Regions from separate parts of the Rattus norvegicus genome. Here region 1 is linked to region 2. Evidence: chromatin contacts called from public Hi-C data. All regions are on one chromosome and are shown on one strand. Each heading gives the region's core, a stretch centred on a gene start, on an enhancer-like site or on the middle of the called end of the contact. The rest is flanking DNA. Distances are from core to core; before and after follow the strand shown.

The links. Hi-C and Micro-C count contacts between places; a contact is called where the count stands out from the background.
Region 1: a contact with region 2 is called in a Hi-C map of kidney, with 5 times the contacts expected there. The contact joins two enhancer-like sites. A contact is called at or near these places in 10 of 12 Hi-C or Micro-C datasets (the A7r5 cell line, the Rat2 cell line, Schwann cells and 5 more).

Annotation. Positions count from the first base shown.
Region 1 is chr5:118,590,297-118,593,136 of GRCr8, reverse strand. No RefSeq gene overlaps it. Among named protein-coding and RNA genes, the nearest start is that of Kank4, 11 kb to the right of the region's middle. Within about 2 kb of position 1,281, at least 1 of the 93 cell types and tissues checked has an H3K27ac peak or open chromatin away from gene starts, as enhancers often do. A contact at or near this core is called in kidney, where this site is marked.
Region 2 is chr5:118,480,395-118,483,271 of GRCr8, reverse strand. No RefSeq gene overlaps it. Among named protein-coding and RNA genes, the nearest start is that of L1td1, 6.9 kb to the left of the region's middle. Within about 2 kb of position 1,536, at least 2 of the 93 cell types and tissues checked have an H3K27ac peak or open chromatin away from gene starts, as enhancers often do. A contact at or near this core is called in kidney, where this site is marked.

The DNA of each region.
Region 1 (2,840 bases), core at 32-2,531, 110 kb before region 2:
AGCACAAGTCATAACAGGAAGAACCATTGATCTCTGGAACTTCCTGATGTAAGATGCCCAGGCTGGCTAAGGGGTCTTGGAGTCAGGCATCACCCCCAGCAAAGGAATCCTCTCTCCAACGGTGCCCTTGCCAGAAAAGTAGCCTTGGATCACACTGTCAACTATGGGCACCTCCAGACTCTAGTGTAGGAACTAAGGGGGAGATTGCTGAATTGGAGTACGGTGAAAAGAACTGAGCTCGGGGGAGTGAGACTTTGACTCTCCTGGGCCTCCTAACACAAGCTGTGGCCTCTGAATGCTCTATGGTAGACCCTGACTAAAACAGGGGCTCCAGAAGAAAAAAGGTCCCTGCCGCATTAACCCTTGCCTTCCTCCCTTGACCCTTACTTTTACTCCTTACATTTCTTGCTCATTGATGGTCCAACTCCTACATAGCCATTAAACCCTCTACTTGCTGTTTGTTCTGGGGCCCCTGCCTGTCCTAACTCTTGCTTTCTTCCCATGAGGATTCATCTCATTACTCTTCTCTCTCTCCACCCCCTATTCCCAGAGAAGACTCTCATATTTGTCCTAACAGAAGTTTTCATTTTGCTCAGCAGTGATGGCACGTGCCTTTAATCCCAGCACTCAGAAGACAGAGGCAGGCAGATGTTTGAGTTGTGAGTTCAAGGCTGCCTGGTCTACAGAGTGAATTCCAGGACAGCTAAGACTGTAGTCTTACCAAATAAAATAGAATAAAATAAAAAGATTTTTATTGGGTTGGGGATTTAGCTCAGTGGTAGAGCGCTTGCCTAGCAAGCGCAAGGCCCTGGGTTCGGTCCCCAGCTCCGAAAAAAAAAAAAAGATTTTTATTTCTTCAAGGGAAAAATGTTTACTAGAGCCATGAAACTTGGAGACAGAAATGGTGGCTGGATTGCCCTGGCCCCCTCTTCCTCACTACTGTTTGTCTACTCACAACGTTTTTGTGAGTCTCAGGCTACCCACCTCTCCCAACTGGCCAACACTCTTCACAGCCACTCAAGGCCTGCTGGTTCTCCTTTCCTCCATCCCAAATCCCACGGCATCCCTGGAAATTTTACATCCTGGGTTAACAGTTGATCAGCCTAGACATCTCTGGGAGTTTCTTTCCTCCTGGGATTTCATGTCAGCCACCAGCCCCAGGGCTTGGCAAGGGCTTGGCCATGAGCTGGAACCTCGATCTCTGGTTCATTTTTCCTTCTGCTCAGCTATTTCATGCCTCGTCTTCATGACCCCTGTACCTTGGCTTGCAAGGGACCTCAGTTCCTTGGACCTTGCCCTCCTTCAGTCCATAGTCCTCCTGGCCACAGCTCCGCTATATTACTCAGCTGTTGTCTTCAACAAATTCCATTCATTTCTTCTGGTCCCAGCAGAAATCCCTCAAGCCAAACCCTTCGTTCCCGCTCTGCTCAACTCCCCATGTGTTACCCTCTTAGTGTCATCCCTGGCTCTGCTGATATTTTCTTTTCTACTACTCCACCCAACAACAATCCCCTAAGCCCTCTCTCGTCATCTTTCACCCTGGCTTTCCTCACTCCCCTCCGTCTGGTCAATCCTCCTCTCCCTGGGATAGCTGTCTGTCATCTGTCCTGACCACACCATGCACACTGCCTTCTCTGAAGTTGCAGTCTTAGGTATTGGCATAAGACATCTTACCGTGCTCATGGGTTTAGAAAGTCAGAGAGCTGGGTTGTTTCTACTCTGAACTCAGAGCCTTGTCTGGGAGGACTTTGAAATCTAAGAATGACTTTACATCTGTGGGCTAGAATCATTTAAAGGCTTTCACATCTACCTCCTGAGTAAGGGTGATGATGCAAAGACCAGGTGCTCTGACCAGAGACCTACTCACAGGCGCTCTAGGCAGCTTAGCCTTCTCACCATAGAGTGGTCTCAGGGTAGTCTGGCTTCTTACATGAGATTCTCTAGTTTGCCAATGAATAGGGTGGGAATGGCATCACCAATTGTACCTCAGAAGTCCCATAGCATCACTTCTACTATACTTCATTAATCAAGGGAATGTAGCCTGTAGCTTTTCTACCTTGCCTAAGCTCTGAGAATAAGACTGGGCTGTGCTACCAGCCCCCACCCAGTTTCCCTTGAATCCAAGGATAAAAGACACAGACCTGCATATTGTTCATTTTCAACTTGCCTTCTTGGCACAATTGCTGGGCATTACTGAACTCCCATGGCTAGAGTGCCCTTATCAATACCCTTAGCTCTGCACTTCCCACCTGCCCTAAAGTTTAGTCACTCAGTTACATCTAATCCCGACTAAACATCCCCAAGCACCTGCCTGTAGGCGTGGTCACAGGCCGCCACTCCTTCTGAGATCTTACATGGCTCCTTTTTCTATCTCCAAAGCATGGTGAACTCTGAACTCTGCCTCTCCTCTCCTTGCATAGAGAACTCTGTCTCTCCTCTCCTCTCCTCTCCTCTCCTCTCCTCTCCTCTCCTCTCCTCTCCTCACCTTTCCTCAGGTCTGTCTCTTGTCTCCAGGGACTAGGAAGTCCCAACTATTCCTTCCACCCAGCAATTGACCCATGGCTTCTTTACTGACAGACCGAGAACCCATTGAGGAACAGGACCTTAGCCTCAGAACCACCCCTACAAGGAAATCCCCAGACACCTGGAGTTAAGAGAAAATGGCTAAACCCTATCTCGCATTGGGATGATGATGAGATTACATTGTGGATCAGACATGAAGACATATGCCTTCAATGCCAGCACCAGAGAGGCAGAGGTAGGCAGATCCCTATGTATTCAAGGCCAACTAGTCTACATAGTGAGTTTCAGGCCAGCCAGGGCTACAAAGTGAGACCCTA
Region 2 (2,877 bases), core at 287-2,786:
GCACTTAAGAGGCAGAGGCAGGCAGATCTCTCTGGGTTAGAGGCCACCCTGGTCTACAGAGTGAAACACAACACTGGCAGAGTTGATGAAGCCATAAGACTTACCGTTTCAGACAAAAGCCCCCAGGCGCTGAAGAGGTGGCCCAGTGGTTAAGAGCAGTATAATATTTTCCACTTCATTTATCTGCAAAATGTATTCATTTTTATGTATATGGGTGTTACAGACGTGTGTGGTGTGTGTGTGTGTATGTGAATGGGGGGGGGGGGAAGGATATCACTGTATGGTTCTGGCTGGCTTGAATGGCTTGAAACTTGCTGTGTAGAACAAGTTGGCCTCAGTTTGCAGCAGTTCAGGCCCTCCTAAGAGCCGGGCTGATCTGCAAACATATCTCATTCTGTTCCCAGCTCCTGAACCCAACACAGCCAGGTTAATGCAGTCTTCAGATACAAGAAAAGCCTTATTGTATCTTATCCGTGGGTTTAGGTCGAAGCAGTTTTATGTAGCCCAAACTTGCTATGTAGCTTAGGATGACTTTGAACTCCTGATCTTCCTGTGTCCTGAATGCTCAGATGACAGGCATGTGCCACCCTCCCTAGTTTATGCCAGCAATGGAACCCAGGGCTCTCTGCATGTGAGGATACCAGCTGAGTTACGTCCTCAGCGAAGATCAGTTTTATTAACTGTTCAAATTGCCAGTATTAACTTCATGCTCAGTACCATTTACAATGTGCTACATACACAGGATAACAGGGTACGTTCTAGCAACAAGGCTCCCCAACATGTAAAGAGAAAGGATAGGGTGGGGACCAAAGCCCCCAAACACTCACATGCATGTATCATTGTGCAGTGTTAAGAGCAACTGATCCAGCTGGTTAACCGGAAGGGGAGGATTGGAAATGTAATAAAACCTGGTCTTAGGGACTAAACACCAATCGCAAGTAATATATTCCTTCTCGTGCTGTCGAGAGCTTGCTTGGATGTGGGGCTGATATTCTGAGAACTGGGTTTCAGAGTTACGAAACTACGGATCTTTCCTGCCAGATTCCATACCCACCTGCCAGGAGCGCTGATCAAAAGCCTCACACTCACGGTGCCTCTTGCGCCACCACGCGGTCACCTGAGGTATCTCAGGCTTCTTATTCCAAAGCCCCGCAGCAGGGGTAATCAGAAGATTGCAAGGATACCTTTACCGGATTTCATTCTTGACCGGAAGGTGCTTGAACAGAATGGCCTTCCCTGCCTGGAGCGCTCAGTTTTAGCAGCTGAGTTCCATTATTTTCTTAGGTACCCAACTCAGCTAAAAGCCTACCCTTGGTTTCATGCAGAAAAGAATTCAGGAAGAGGAGCCGCTATGAAGCCGAATTGAAATTTACTAAAAGACATTTTAAATAGAAGACGTATAAGGCTCTGGGTTGTGGGCTTCTCCAAAAGACCGACTTCATTGTCTTTAAAATGGCCACTTTCTCCTTGTTGGAGTTTGAAGCTGCTGACTTGGAAGGGTTGCTAGGACTTTGGACAGAAGATTACAGAGGTACGCAGGGCAGGATTACAATGGACAGAGTAAAGCTGACCACTCAGCAAGGTAGGGGAGGAGCGCTCCTGTAAGCAAAGCCAGCTATCTCTTTAAATAAAAAAGATTTATTTTCACTTAAAAGTTTTTTAGGGCCGGGCAGTGGTGGCACATGCCTTTAATTCAAGCACTCAGGAGGCAGAGGCAGGCAGATCTCTGTGAGTTCAAGGCCAGCTTGGTCTACAGGGATAGAAACTCTTGAAAACTCAAAATTTAGGCATTTTTTTTTTTTTTTTTTTTGGCCAGTGTGGTAGCATATGCCTTTAATTCCAGCACTCAAGTGGCAGAGACAGGTAGATCTCTCTGAGTCAGAGGCCAGCCTGGGTTTACACAGTGAGTTCTAGACGTCCAGCACTACAGAGTGAGACCCCATGAAACAAAGGAGCTGCAGACAGAACTCAGTAGTTAAGAGCACTCGCTACTCTTCCATAGGACCCAAGTTCAATTCCCAGCACCCGCATCGAGTGGCTTATAACTGTAACTCCAGCTCCTGAAGGATATGATGCACTCATGTTAACACCCCTCCACGACTAAAAACAGTAATAGAGTATAAAATAAAATAAAAAACTCTTGAGAGGCTGAGGCTGGTGGATCTCTGAGTTTAAGGCCAGCCTGGTCTACGGAGGGAGTTCCAGGACAGCTAGGAGAAACCCAGTCTCAAAAGAACCAAAAGTGAACAAACACAAAAACAAACAAAAAGGTTTACTTCTGAAGGCTGGGGAGATGGCCGAAGCATTAACAGCACTCACTGCCCTTGCAGAGAACCCACACCGTGTCTCACAGCCGTTATTCCAGGTCTAGGAAGTCGGAGGTTCTGTGCTGGCCCACTTGGGTCATTACATCTGTGTGGTACATGTAAACTCATGCAAGCAAACACATATAAAGTAAGTGCATAAATCTCCTTTAAAAGACTGTAACTTTTTAAAAAAGATTTATTGTAGCTGTCTTCAGACACACCAGAAGAGGGCATCAGATCTCATTACAGATGGTTGTGAGCCACCATGTGGTTGCTGGGAATTGAACTCAGGACCTCTGGAAGAGCAGACAGTGCTCTTAACCACTGAGCCGTCTCTCCAGCCCCAAGGTTGTAACTTTTATTGTTTTAAAATATAGTTCAGTCTTCTCCTGGCTGCCTTGGAGTCAAGATGCAGAACTCTCAGCTCCTCCCCCAGCACCATGTCTGTCTGCACGCTGCCACACTATGATCATAATGGGCTAAACCTCTGAAACTGTAAACCAGGCCCAAATAAATGTTAGCCTTTATAAGAAAATAAAGAAAAGGAAACAAAGTTCATGTGTACGCAATA